Regions from separate parts of the Zea mays genome. Here region 2 is linked to region 1. A link is a contact called in public Hi-C data. All regions are on one chromosome and are shown on one strand. The core of a region is the stretch at or near the end of the contact, and the rest is flanking DNA. Distances in the headings are between cores, read along the strand shown. Region 1 overlaps LOC103641294 (HEAT repeat-containing protein 6). Region 2 holds the start of LOC100282891.

Region 1 (7,508 bases), core at 1,661-4,160:
TTAATTAATTATTCTTTCTATCGTTGCGACAGACCTTACATGGGGACTTATGCAGATAACTGTTTTACTTATGCCATGCAATTTTTTTGTGTCTCTTAGTTTAACCCAACAAAACTGAATAAACTTCGCTCAACCCCGCTCGTCGTCGCATGACGCCCCTCTCCACTTTCTGTCCTGCTGCTCCACGCCACATCGAGCAAACTCTTCGCAGCCATATGCTTCTGTAGACAGCGGGCCAAGAACATCCGAGTGAGATGAGGGGGAGGCATCGTCGCAACCGCACCCTACTTGCAACACCACCTTTACCTTCTCCCACCGGCAAGCACCTCGAATCGCTGTTATTGTGACTCTCTACGCCATGCGCCTCTGCAGGCAACGGGGCAAGAACAGTCGAGGGGAAGGCATTGCCATCAGTGACCAAAGAATTTATGAAATATTAATGTCAATGATTATATATGTATTGCTCGTGTTCATGTAATCGTTATGCGCTAAAATTTTATCAAATATTTATGTACCGTCGCAACGCACGAGCACTATACTAGTTATGTTTATATGTACTTTGTTTAACTATATCTCTTAACCATTATATCTAATTAATTATTTTAATCCTATTTTATTTTTCTATTAGGTATATCTCTTTGTTAATATATCGAATTAATAAATCATTTTCACAATTTCATTTTAAACATTTTATTTCATTTATTATACACTTAATTATTTTTAAAGTTATTCTAATTTCTATTTATCACATCTCTTTATAAACATAACGAACTTGTATAAGCAACAAAAGCACAGTACAAGCTACTTTCAAATTTATACTACAGAAAAGTTGATTAAAGTAGCTATAGAGAAGTTAAACCATTTTAGTTCAGCTTTTGGTTTTCAAAGGAGAAGCAGGTTACTAAAAAATATTTATTTAAATAAATAAAATATAGACCATAACTGCACGTATAAGCGGACGGTGTGGGAAGACATGCTGATCTTGCACTGCACGTCCCTTTGTCCGGAGCCCGTAACTAGCTACAAACAACAAAACCACGACGACGTCATAAATTAAACCCAAGGTCATCAGCTCGCGGAAAGGTATATGACCCATACGCAATTGCAACTCGATCTGAAACATAGATATAGACAGATGCTAGATGCTGACGATAAAGCACACATAAATCCAATGACTTCTTTGGATTATAACTGATCGGATTGGATTTTTTGACCCGAGTACATTCAGACGCCTGGTCAAGTTATTTCTCAGAGATTATAGGACATGTTTGTTTACCCTTAGATTATATAATTCAGCTTAAATAAGTTGATAGGTAAACAAACAACACAAATTATTAGGTAAATTATGTATTCTAGATATTTAGATTATGATAATCCATAAATAGGTCAATAGTTGCTTATATAATCCATAAGTTAGATTATATAATCTGGAAGAAAACAAACGATGTCTAAATTAGATTTTTTTCAGCTTTGACCTCGTTAAAAAGTTTGACTTTTTCAGTTGTATTTTAATCTAGAAAAGCGATATAAAATAATTAGTGATAATTATAAGGCGCTTATGTGAATCTAATATATTTACTATATGAACATAGTTTAGACAAGTATAAACAATAAATGTTGAACATAAGGTTCATACCCTAGAAGAGATATACTACTAGTTGATGTAGTAGTCACAGTTGACACAATGCAGGAGCGTGATAGTGACGCTCGAACGGTTGTGTCGATTATACTCCTCCAAAAACATGATTGTTCGTTTCTCACATGAGTATGTGAGCGTTTGAACGAGAGTAGTAGACCCTTTATAGGATAGGGCTAAGACCGTCTTCAACGGTGCCCCCTCCCCTTGCCAGCATGCCTTTAGCGTCGCTCTTGGACTACAGCGTTCGACGCTAAATACTCCTCTACGCAATACAGTAGTAGGGTGGAGCAGAGAAGTTCACCAGATAGAGGGGCACGCTAGTCTGTCTCCTTGTCTCGAAGTTGGTGAGCGGCAGTATTTGCTAGTTGAAAGAAAAATGGTAATAGATGATGAAAATATATAGATAATGTTATTTTATGGTTGTAGTGGGGTATAGAGGTTTGATATAGGGGGAACCGCTGTAGAGCGTAGAGATATAGGGGGGAGAGAAAGCTGACGTGGCATGTGAGTGGGATATAGGGGGAGAAATTTAGGGGGAACCGCTGAAGACAGTCTAAGACAATACAAGAGTAGTTAGCCCTCTATCCACTGTAGATATCCACTGTAGATAGTACTGTTTACATAGTAAAGTATAAAATAGAAAATAAAATATAAGATAAGATACGAGAGCTGCTAGAGTCGAGAGATATCTTACTTCCGCGCAAGAACGACCAGTGGTGTCGATCGGCCGCCCGTTCATTCAGTGTTCAGCCGTAGCAAATAGCAATCACTCAATCAGTAAGCAGCAGGTACATGCATGCATGAGGATCGGACGTACGGTGTCGTTAGCCGACGGAGCGTGCACAGCGACAATCCAACATGGGAGGCCGTTGTTTAAGGGTTTTTTTTTGGCTTCTAGTACACGTGGACGATTGATGGAGGCGCTAACATTTCGGCGCCCGTATTGCAACCGATTGATATTGGTGCTGCTGTGGGTAGAAGGTGACAATGGGCTCTTAGTTTTACACTATATAATTTAAGAACGGGATCAGATTAGAATCAGGCTATTTCTATTTATTTTTGGATTAAAATTAATTTAGAACCCTAACAAAAGCTGTGGCTCAAATATCAGCACGAGGAAAACTTTTGCGTGTAGCTTGATTTGCATGTCGCCCACAGACGACAGTCCCTAGTCCAGCAGTGAAGAAGACACGCGAGCAGTGAATGGAACTGTTGGGACCCAGTGAATGACAAGAGTCGGAGGAAAGAACAATTGAAGGCGGGGAAATGGATCCGACAGACGCTGCAGGTGAAATGGGCCACGAAGCGGCGGGGCCCAGGCAGCGTTGCAGCACCGGAACAGGCCCACGGGGGGTTTTTTTTTCTACACGCACGCACGGACCAGAAACACAAGCTGACTGCCGATACCAGCTGCCACGCAACACCACGGCAGTCAACCCGTCGGCTGTTCTCTTCTAGCCACCACTCACCGCCCCCCATCAAACAGGAGAGTTCAGAGGCTCGACACACGTACCGACGATGAACAGACGGCGCAGTTCAGCAACGTTACGGACTAGAGCATTGGAAGTGATCGTCGAACAGTGCAGAGCGTCAAGCAATTTATGAAGGTTGGTACATGAACAAAACACACGCGCGCACACACACACATGGGCTCAATAACAGCAGTGGCACTAGCGACGGACTCCAACAGATTTGGACGGCATTCATGACCCCTCTTGCCAAGAACAATGAACATCTTGTAATATCGTCCACGTGGACCGTGGTCGGGTGATACCAACCTTTTATCAAGCAAGCAGGAAGCCCCAGGACCAGGGAAAAGGCCCATCTACATAACAGCGCCATCCTGTTTGTCAGGAACGCCAGAAAAGTAGTTAAGAGATACCCAGTGCTGCTGAGGTCCGGTCACGCTGAGCTTTGAAGACTGCCAACTTATATATATATATATATATATATATATATATATATATATATATATATATATATATATATATATATATATATATATATATATGTGTGTGTACTCACAGTAACGATGTTTCAAGTAAACAACGACGAAAACACCGACCAAGCCAGGCTTGCAGAGCCTGTGCATGATGACAGCCAAGATCCGAGACAAGTGCCGCCTGGAGCTCATGGGATTCGGCAGAATTTAAGGATCCACTGCCTGACGCGCTGTCCGTCCTGAGGGGTAGACGACGACCAATATATCGCTGCTTGTTAATGGAGGCTGGAGTGGAGACCACACCTGACTGCTCGTCGCTGCTCACCATTCAAGCGACGCTTCTAGCCAGTTGCTCAAATCTCTGGGTGATGACCTGCTGGGTCCTGCCCGCGTACACGCCGAGCAAGGACTGCAGGGCGGAAGACAGCATGCCTTTCTGAGTCACGTTTGGGCTGAAGCCGTCCTCGTCGTTTGTGGCCTCCGTTGGCAAGGGCTGGCGCTCCGAGCTGTTGAACGATGCGCATAGTGATCTCAGCCAGTCTTCTAGGAACGACGATTTCTGCTCAGACCAGGTGGCCATGAGGAGTTAGCTCGGGTAAGACCAACAGATCCATTAGACTAATAGAGAACAGTTGCGGCAGTTGATATTACAGGTTTAGACCATGCAAGAATTTGCAGTGAACAGGAAATCTACATGGAATGGAGCAGGAAGTACAGAACGTTACTTCTCTATTCCTGCATGGATCATGAAGTGTTTCGCTTATACATGTACAAAAGCAACACTACATATATACACCTGTACATCTAGGAGATTCAAACAAATTAGGCCCACGTTACAATCCACTAGTCGTAAGACCAAGAGAAAATGTAGAATAGTGTTTATTTTTGTTCGTTCTTTAGCAAGTATTGCAACGGTATCATCATCCTATGCTTTCATTTCCATGACTTAATAATAGTAAAACAGACTCGAGTACTCAACTTATGTGCTCTATGCTCAGCGAAACCCTAAACCTATGTGCAATGTCATATTTACCTGAATGACAATTGCCACTACGAATATAGTTCCAGATGAGGACTTATAAAATAAAACACACACTAATATACCATGACATAAAGGAGAAATCCTTACCTTGGTAAGAAAATCTTTCAGGCTTGGATCGTCGTTTGGTGACACAAAACTAAGCAAATGGAGAGCAGTAAACGTAAGCTGTAAAAAAAGAATAGGGCAAGAGTTTCAACAATGTTGCCGAATAAGGATGCTTGGGAGCAAAGGAAGTCACTATTATGAGCATCAGTGACACTAGCCTGCTTCTCGAGGTTGTCTCTCTGTTTGAAATTTGAAGGTAACGATGAATTGTTTGAGTTCAATGACTCGAGAGCATGGACGAGGCCTCGAACAACATCTGGAAACGAGCTGCCGTAATCTGTAAAGAAGAGGGAGGATAAGCTCCAGCAGCTTCATAGATGTAGTGGTGGGATGTGCAGTGTCAGAAATCAGGAAAACTGTTATTACTAATGTCCAATGGATACTTGGCATCATCCTGAATTGAGTTTTGGAATGTTCATGATCGAGGCATAAGTTTTATTGTACATATAATGGAAGCACAAGTTTTACAGTACATATACGTGGGTAGATACAGAATCTGAAAATTGAACGCAAGTCCAGAAATATCATGGTTTTTCCAAAATGTGGAAAGTCAATACATTAAAAGGTGGAGAATAGAAGTCAGGGGACTAACCAAGCCTTGACACTGGCACTGATAGAGCAACAGCTGCATGCATCTTTATCTTATAATTGTTTGAGTCCCGGATTAGAAGTAGAAGTATGCTATAAACACTTGATGCCCTGTTAAACAGAATGCTTGAAGATGAGAATCATCACATACTAAGTTCAAGCATATACTGAGATATTACCATAATTGACAGGTTTTGCAAAAGACAAACGTGAGCTATGTGAACTCTAAATGCCTATGACTTGTGCTCGTGTAATAGGTACAGCCAATCAGAAGTTTCTGCGGCATGGTATGAGTTACACCGAGGTGTGTTCTACTGTCAGAGGCGGACGAAAGGGGAGGGGGGCATAGTGGGCTATGGCCCCCCTCAATTTTTAAAACCCTTATACCTAATGTTAAGTATAGAAAAAATAGAAAATTGGATGGGCCAAAAACAGTCCCATATGTCTGGGTTTCCTTGTCAGATCGGCTCAGTCCTCCTGATTCTCGTCCTCAGTCTCGGCCTAGTCCTCCATCAATATGTCCGTCTCCAATTTTTCCGACATCAACCGAGTCAGTCCGCCCTAACACCCCGTTCCCGACGCCGCCCCTTCCCGACGCACGACGTTGTTGGTACCCTGAAACTAGGGTACCCTAACCTATTGTGCCAAAAGCAAATACCTGTGGTTACCTGTAACCGCGCACTAAGGAACTGAGTAGCCGGGCCCATGGGTCCAAACCCATATGATGGGACCATTGGCCTTGAGACCCGCTCCCCACTCGGGGACAGGTCCGGTGCCACAACGTGTCATGGAGGTGGAACTGCTTAGTGACTACTGCTATGAGTCCGGACCCCCGCAAGTGGATCCCAGACCTCCACGTATGTCGTTCGGAGCCCCGCAGGTGGGTCCCAGACCGCCACGTGTGCCATCTGGACTCTTAAGCAGACTTCTCCATACTCAAGCAATACAACTCATAGTGGAGTAGGGTATTACGCTCCGGTGGCCCGAACCACAATAAACCCTCGTGTGTCCTTGTGTTCTTGCATCTCCACAGGTAAACCCTAGGCAACCCCCTTGTTCATATGATTAGGTAGGTGTATTCCGCCACCCCACTGGAGTTTACTCTCCGACAGACGTCGTCTGACACCGCCCCCTTCCTGGCCCATTCTTTCCCAGAGACTGAATGTTTGGATTAGATTAGAATATTTACTTTTGATTGTGAATTGGAGATTAGATAAATAGTTGATTATTGTTCCTCTTTATTTAGATAAATGAGGAGATTTTTTTAACCGGTTTTAAGGGGGTTCTACAACCGGTGGTTAGAACAATACCAATGTGAACGACACGTCTATTGCACAAATAAGAATTTTAGAACAATCAAGTGTTGGAAGAGCATTTAATCTATATGAAATAGTTGCATATCTAGCATTAAGAACAAAAATTGATGATGAGATAATTATTCGACGATTGATGATGAGATCAATATTCGATGATTTTAACGTCTCAAAACTAGAAAGATACAATTGCCTTAGTCAGCAAGAACTTAGCAATCTATTTGCTTTTTTTGTTTACATAGTTTTTCTTTGAACTTGCGCGTATTCATACAAAACTTGAATTCTATGCAGTTTTATGGTCTTGTTTGATTTTGTCGCATGATTTTATTAGCCTCCCATGAATTTTCATCCTGCGTCCACCATTGTCTATTGTGACTTGTGCTCGTGCCATAGACAGCTAGGGACCACTAGTGATATAGGCCATAATATGGAAAATAAGAACATTAAGAAAATGCAACCCCGAGGGAGAATCGAGATTGCACATCCTTGTGCTAGAATTCGGCACGTGCTCAATGTAGTCCTCATAGTGTTGCGGTTAGGGTTGATGTTGTGAAGGCTTTATCACTCCTTATGATGACAACAATGTTGTAGCCCTTATGTTCGAAAGTGTATTGAGACGTCTTGTTTGTTGGGGTTGCTAGGGCTGGGGGGTCATGGGTAGCGTGCTCGGATGTCGTTACATTAGAATTGGCTTGGTGAACTAGGGAAAATTTTGAAAATGCAATGGCCTTCTTTTGCTATAACAGTAGCAATGTTGATGATAGATGTTGGAGTAGATGTCGTTGCATGGTTGTTGGGATTGTTGTGGTCATCACTTTTGTGCGTGTTGCACTGCCATCACTTACTCGATGTGCGATCCACTATTTTTGTTGCCTGAGA
Region 2 (7,508 bases), core at 2,457-4,956, 100 kb before region 1:
TTGCGAAAAAAGTCGATGATAGACTATTTTAAGGAAACCTTGCGTTTTCATAGAATATGGTGTGTCGTTTCCATGTGAGATTACACTCAACCATAGTTGGTGAATCTGATGGACAATATTTGATGTTAGCAAGTTAGCACCTTAATCGTTTTTACACTAGATATGTTGCCCTATTTCATTCATTGTTACAAGTTGTTCTGTTTTAGAAACATTATTGTATTTATACATAGACATATATCTAGATGCTTAGCAAAAACAATATAGCTAGACAAGTCAAAATGTCTTATAATTTGGAACAAAGAGAATAGCTTTTATTACACTTCACCGCCAGATGCATTCCTCTCCGTCTTTACTGGAATAAGATATCCTAAACTTTTTTATCTTTTTGAAATGCAGATGCTTTCAACTATCACATTCTGTGGAATGAAACATCTTTCCTTGAGCTTCATACAATTCACATATAACTATATAAGGGAACAAATATTTAGGAAGCATTCAGTTTATGTACAAAGTTATGCAGTTTGTCTGTGGCCAAAGTTATAATTTTTACAGCAGATGTGAGGGCAAAGAAACAAAGCCCTGGGACTATCTGGTAAATTGTAACGCCGTGATCTACTGATAAATTGTCCCCGAAACAATGGTAGGGGTCTGAATCTGCAAGAGAGAGGCACATGCAAATATACCATTATTTCACATGATAAAGCTTCATCAAACAAAAGAAAACCTTTATTTTGACAGGTTTCAAAGATATAGCAGAATGATGCTGACGCAACAGCCATTTGATTGAGTAGCGTCCTCAACATAACACAGAAAATTACAAGGAAAGTACTTCACTGTTCATGAGTCATGAGGCATGCCATAACTTATCCACTCAACCTTTTCATACTCACACTACAGTCTTTGTTTGTTTCTTTTTAAAAAAAAATGCACTAGAGATATTTTGTGTATCTGGCAAGGTTAAATTCCAATGGCAAACAACTCACAAAGCACTTAGATAAGTACTTACCATTTGGCATCCTCATTTGCTTCTTCTTTGCGCAAAGTTCCATTAGTATTCTGTAAATTAGGGGATGGCTCCCTTGTATTGCCTTGGTTGTTCAACAGTTGAGAGAAACCCTGCCAAAATCCTACAGGCCGAGACTGAGTGCTTTCCTGATGCTCTTCAGACCGCCTTTCAAACAAACCAGCTGATCCTGGATTTAACTCAGAAAACCTTACTGCTCCAATAAGTCTCTCAGGGAGCTCCGGCTCGGTTTGACTCTCAATGAGAAAGGCCAAATCTACAGTTAGCGTTGTGATATAGCCAAATGCCAAATGAACGATCGCATTTGCAACTATAGAAGACCCGATATCCACATCGACTTCGATGAAGTTTGATCCTTGAACATACTTGCACGAGAGGGCTCTCCCCAGTATACAGATGGCCTGTTCACCAACAGCCGTCCGGACAATCCAGGGCCCCTTGACAATGTTCGCTATTAACTTAAGCCTGGAGTTTCGGAAGGCATCATCTCCTTTCAAAAACTGGTCCATAAGGGAGCCTTCAGGTATAGCCTCCAGCGACACAAAGTAGAATATTGCGCTGAAGTTATCCTTGGGCAGTTGCAGGTTGAATGCCCAGACAAAAGGCTGGTTACTACGTGAAACCTCATCATCGATAGCTTTTCTAACTCGATGGTTACTGTCTTTGAGGATCTCACAGATTTTTGCTGGTCCTTTGATCCAATCAAAGCCGAGAGGCTTCAGAAGATACTCTCCACCTGGTATTTTTACCTTGTTTGTAAGATATTCTGGGCCTCTGACCATAAATGAATCACCGGGAGGAGTAGCCCAGCCATTAGGACAGTTTTCAGGTGCTAGACAGGGAACTGTTCCTCCTGACTTGATATTCTCTATCCATTGTTGCTCAGCCTCACCGTTTGAAGAAGCCATCTACAGGGAAAAAATCCCCAGGTATAGTGAGTTACACGCGTACTTTTAAAACTGAGAGTTCTCACACAAATAGAAACAGACTATGATATACAGGTTGCACAAGGCTAGCAGAGCAATGATAATGCTTACTACAATACAATTTAGATTGCACCAGCAAAAGCACCGACTTGTGTAAATTCATAAATTTGCTCGCAAATAAGGGATATAGGTCTGTAACATTGAATGAAGACGTTTACCGCCTTAATGCGATGTTAATATTTGACGAAAAATCCTTCTTCCAAATGGCTTTTACATCTAGGTGAGTGATCAAATTTGCATAGTAGTTGGTGATTAACACATCGTCAAGAATGTTTACTAATCGGTGCTTGTTCTGTTGGGATTTGGGGGGTTTTTTTGGCTCTTGAGGCCATGTACAGTTTTTCCATATGTGTTTCATTTTTTCAATATAATAAAATATACTTACCACATTAAGGGTTTCCCCTACTCTTTCGCTAAAAAACGTATCACCAACTATGGAAAAACAGTAGTTCCAGAAGGCTAAGATTAAGTTAGTGCTTGGTTCCGGAGTATGATAAGACTGACGGAGCCACTCCAGTCCTAATTTGTTGTTGTTATTTAGATTGGTTCTGCATAGGACAGAGTGGCTCTAAAAAAGGAAAAATATGTTTAAATGCTGAATGATCCGGCTCTCCAAAATCTCTCGGACGGAGCCGTTACTGGTATAGAGTCGCTCCATCCGAACTAGCTCCGGAACCAAACACTAACCTAACATACACTCCGTGGCATGGCTGTAATCCGGAGAGTAGCACTAATAGTGTAGTGCACAGAGCAGCATTTTTTTACACAACAAAATAGTCAAAATAGGAGGCAATCCAACCATGAAGAAGCATTATACAGCCAGAACAGGGTAATGTGGAACCGAACACTAGGACCAAATAACTACGATGCAACCGTGACAATTGGACGCCTACATAATTAGTTCCAGTTCAGCAAGAAGGGCATAGCTTTGCCGATGTAATGTTTGCTTCCAACTATGGAGGTAGAAACACCTCTAGCTCTAAACTCTTCCATTCCATTACCACACGCCTTCAGTTCCTTGAGTGACTGGCAGAATTGGGAACGTCCCCCTGTGGGCTTAAGGTTCTGCAGCTCAACAACTGCAGAGAAAAGGGGCAAAATCTTCTTTTTTTTCGCAGGGCTCTACACTGTGCTAGAGAATCCAAGTCCCTTATCCAGCTACTCCACAAGCAAGAACTTGCCCAGGGGCAGCATAGAAGCAGGAGCAATGAGCTAGGAGAGACCCCCAAGAAGCTCCCGCTGAGCCGAATCAGGCTCTCGAACCTGACGAAGTCATTAATCGGGCACCAGCCTCGACCGCCCGTCAAACTCTTGATTTCTTGAACCGAATGGCTTGCGCTTGCGCGTACCGCACGCTACGATTCGTGCCCGTCCCAGCTCCGACGACCAAGCAGCAGGCAGCAGAGAATCGCGCGCGGGAGCAGGAAGCTCACCTTGGGGATCCTGAGTCCTGACTGACGAGTGACGGCGACGCAGCGCCGGCGAAGTGGTAGGACGGGACGGGACCCGACAAGATCCCCGAGCCTAGCGCCGGCGATGGCTCGGTCTGGGAACCTCGCAGAGGGAGGCGGGAGGATATGAAGAGGCCCTTGGCTTCTTCTGGATCGCGTCGGATTCTGTATGGCGTCCTGGCTGGGGAAGGAGAGAAGGTTTCTACTACTTGCCCGTCCCAGCTCCCACGTCTCGTTGCCGTTCCAGGGAAGGAAGGGAAGCTTTTGCGTAGCCGTAGCTGCGACCTGCGAGGGATAAACAAAGGGAGGCAGGCGCTGGTGACGTGACGACGTCGACCCGCCGTCCCGGTGCAGCATGATTGGCGTGATAATACCAAACTGTCTCTTCTTCTTTTTAAAGTTCCTTTTGGCATGGGCCGCATGGCTACCGCCGGCCGCTCGCCAGCTAGCATCATCGTCTCGACACCCCCTGAGGTCCCGAATTTTTTGCATTTTAATCCTTTCTCGGAAAAAAATTCACGTTTGGACCTTAGAAAATTTTAATGTCATTTTTGGACCCTTTGCTCGGCGTCGTAGCCTATGGCGCCGAGTTAACACAGCTCGGCGTCATAGGCTATGGCGCCGAGGTACGTGTTGCGCTGGCACACACAGCCGTCGTGGCGTCGACGTGGTACCGAGCTCGGCGCCATAGATCTTGGCGCCGAGCTCCATTCTGTACATAAAGCCTGCCTAGCTTAGTTGGTAAAACACAAGGCTCTTAACCTTGTGGTTGTGGGTTCGAGCCCTACAGTGAGTATTTTTTAATATTTTTGTCTTTGTCACTAATTTGTTTTTTTTGTTGTTCAGATTTTTTGTTTATGAGCATTAACGATTATTTCTAGCAGGGGGTAAGCATTAACGATTATTTCTAACAGGGGTAACACTTTGACAGGAGTTACCAGAGAAAATGCAAAAGGCAACGCTGAATACATCCCAGCAGCTCGCTCTCTATAAGATATAAATCATTCGATCGAGATCACAGGCTGAACAGAAGTGGCGTTGGTAATTCCTATGAACAGCACCGCTGCATACATGGCACCCATCGCATTGAATATATCATGTTGGGTCTCCCTGGCAATTACACATCAACAAAAAAAATTTGGTCGCTTCAGTTCAGCAGAAAAAAAATTGTGTAAGTATTCAGATAAATTTGCTAGCGGTAAAATCAATCAGGGAGCATACCTTCTAGAACCGAATTTCCAGCAAATTGTCCCAAACATCAAGGAAATTAGTGACATAAACGAAAAATTTGTACAACAAAAAAAAACAAATAAGTAACAAAGACAAAAAATATTAAAAACGTCCACCATGGAGCTCGAACCCGCAACATCAAGGTTAAGAACCTTGTGTTTTGCCAACTGAGCTAAACCAACTTTTTGTACAAAACTGAGCTCGGCGCCAAGATCTATGGCGCCGAGCTCGGTGCCACATCGCGCGCCACGACGTCCGTTTGTGCCAACGCAGCACGTACCTCGGCGCCATAGACTATGGCGCCGAGGTGTGTTACCTCGGCGCCATAAGCTACGGCGCCGAGCAAAGGGTCCAAAAATGACATTAAAATTTTCTAAGGTCTAAACGTGAATTTTTTTTCGAGGAAGGGTTAAAATGCAAAAAATTCGGCCTGAGGTCCGCCTCCGCCTTCAACCCTCCTCAGTCCTCGCTCTTCTCCTATGTCCACCTATGCCGCCATTGTTATGTAAACCCTAACATGGAATTCTCACTGCTTGAGTCATTTAAGAAGTAATGTTAGTGTTATATGATTATGTGTTTTATTAATGGAACATGTTTCTCTTTGTTAAAATAGATACTAAAAGAAATATTCAAAATAATGCATCATGTTGAATTTTATTTTATGATGTTGCATCTAAATTTGAATTTGAAGTTGAGATTTGAAAAGTGAAATAGGAAAACAAAAGGAGAAAATAAAAATAGAAAATAGAAAGCATAAATAAAAGAAGAAGAAGAAGCTCCTCCTCGCGGCTGGGCCGAATCTGGCCGGCCCAGTTGGCCACCGCTCCCACTAGCCGCGTCGACAGGATGGCCCCACCTGTCAGTGTCCCGAGTCGCCGTGTCATCTTACGGCAGCGCCTTTCTCCCTTTTCCCTCGCTGGCAGCCTAGGCCCGCTCACCAACCGCCCCTCGCCGCATGCACGCGCGCACCCGAGCATCTCCACCACTGCCCCGAGGGCCCCTCATGTCAATCCCTCTCCCCTCGCCCTATGGATCTTCTTCGCGAGAACCGACTCGTCGTAACCGCCGCCAGCTGGAATGATCGGGGAATCAGAGTTTGTTGTGATCCTAGTGCCCCTCAGCGGCTAAATAACCTGAGACCTCTTCCTTGAACCATCTAGCCGAGACGCCATACTAGTGTGAGGTTAGGAGTCCGGCGCCTGAGTTAGGAGCGTAGCCGCCACCGTCGACCCAAAAGTGTACCATCCTCGTGCCCTCAGATCGTGGGGAAGGTGATTGCCTGTTGTTGGTCACTTGTTCTCAAATGATGTGAATCAAGAACAAGACAACACAATTGTTAATCATTAGGGACCTTCGTCTTCCGAAGCATTATTTCCCTAAGGATATAATAATCATCAGACGAAGGTCATGAAGGGTATACCTTCATCATTCAATATGTGAACAAGAATACAAAGAAACGAAAGCAATAACTATATATCGTTAATCCATTCATATTTGCATTCTACAAAACATATATGAATATCAACATGATTCATATTACATTGGTACCTTCGGCTTGCTCGAAGGTGAAGACGTGAGAGAGTGATTACAATTCAGCGTGAACAGTACGCTGCTACTGTTCATCTATTTATAGGCACGAGACACAGCCTAGGTAAAAGTACATTTATGTCCCCAATATTCACGTATGACCGTAATACAAATCATTAAGGACTAAGTAGTCTTTTTCCCCTTCGGTCATCATCATCATCATCATACTTCATCTCTGTTATGAGCCAAAGCTGTCCATTTGGCGATAGCTTCGGCGTTTACTCTTATCATCTTTAGATCTATCTTCATCTCATATGCCTTCATTATGAGGAAGAGGCTTGCATCCTGAACACGAAGCTTCATGTAATAGCTTATGCTGAAAACAAATGGTTAATTATGTTTTTGAGGACCTTCGGAAGACGAAGGCCCCCAACAGTAGCCCCTCACAGTATTAATTTGTTTTATTATAGCAAATTCAGACTGCGACGTGAACGAAGGCCTTTAGCCGAAGGTCGAAAAAACACCTTCCCTTCGCTAGAATAGCGAATCATTCTGACCCGTGGGGCCCACCGAGCTTTGGGGCTCTGAGTATATATATAGAAGGTTGTGTCACATATATTTTTCATGTCATCTAGCTTTCGTGTTGTAGCTGCTGTTTAGTTTTCATGTTCTCTGAGTTTAATTGTTTGCGAGCTTCGGCTTTCTGACGCGACCATCCCCGAAATGGCCGAAGACAAGAAAAACACTGACCCCACACTCGCTGGTTTTTACGAAGCCATGGAAGGGACCAACGTAGAGAAGATCACCAACGAGATATTAGCTGGGCTATCTAGCGATTCCAGCGATAATGACAGTTTTGATGTGGAGAGTGATAATGAAGATGTCGAAGATCGGCCATGGAGACCCAGTCATGTTGTTTTTGGGATATCCACAATCAAACAAGGTCAAATTGAAGCAATGAAAGGCAAATACTTTCATGATGTATCTATAGTGAGGGCTGGAGGAGAAGACATTGTTCCCCTACCTAAAAGTGATGAGGTGGTTATCTTCAGGAGCTCCATGAAAGCTGGGCTTCGTTTCCCGCTCCATAAGATGCTGGTCGATCTTTTAAAAACATTTGAGATATATCTTCATCAGATTACCCCCGAAGCTCTTATTACAGTGTGAGTTTTTGTCTGGGCCATGAGGAGCCAAGGACTGGAGCCAGATGCAAGATGCTTCTACAATATTCATGAGCTGTCCTATTAGACGAAGGCAACCGAAAAGGAGCAGTATCATAACAATTTTGGT

Evidence for each region. A called contact is a pair of places that touch in the nucleus more often than the background predicts.
Region 2: a contact with region 1 is called in a Hi-C map of tassel, with 3 times the contacts expected there. The contact joins the promoter of LOC100282891 here to the enhancer-like site in region 1. A contact is called at or near these places in 5 of 25 Hi-C or Micro-C datasets (ear, endosperm, leaf and 1 more).

The regions. Positions count from the first base shown.
Region 1 is chr10:81,889,368-81,896,875 of Zm-B73-REFERENCE-NAM-5.0, reverse strand. It overlaps LOC103641294 (HEAT repeat-containing protein 6), which reads right to left. Exons shown (of 29, transcript XR_004853185.1): 25 at 5,321-5,427; 26 at 4,887-5,005; 27 at 4,711-4,788; 28 at 3,665-4,140; 29 at 3,207-3,482. It also overlaps the pseudogene LOC103642556. Among protein-coding and RNA genes, the nearest start is that of LOC103641294, 31 kb to the right of the region's middle. Within about 2 kb of position 2,910, at least 20 of the 20 cell types and tissues checked have an H3K27ac peak or open chromatin away from gene starts, as enhancers often do. A contact at or near this core is called in ear, endosperm, leaf and 1 more, where this site is marked.
Region 2 is chr10:81,994,039-82,001,546 of Zm-B73-REFERENCE-NAM-5.0, reverse strand. It overlaps LOC100282891, which reads right to left and starts at 3,706. Exons shown (of 3, transcript NM_001369248.1): 1 at 3,444-3,706; 2 at 1,007-1,932; 3 at 420-654. The coding sequence starts at 1,932. The coding sequence ends at 654.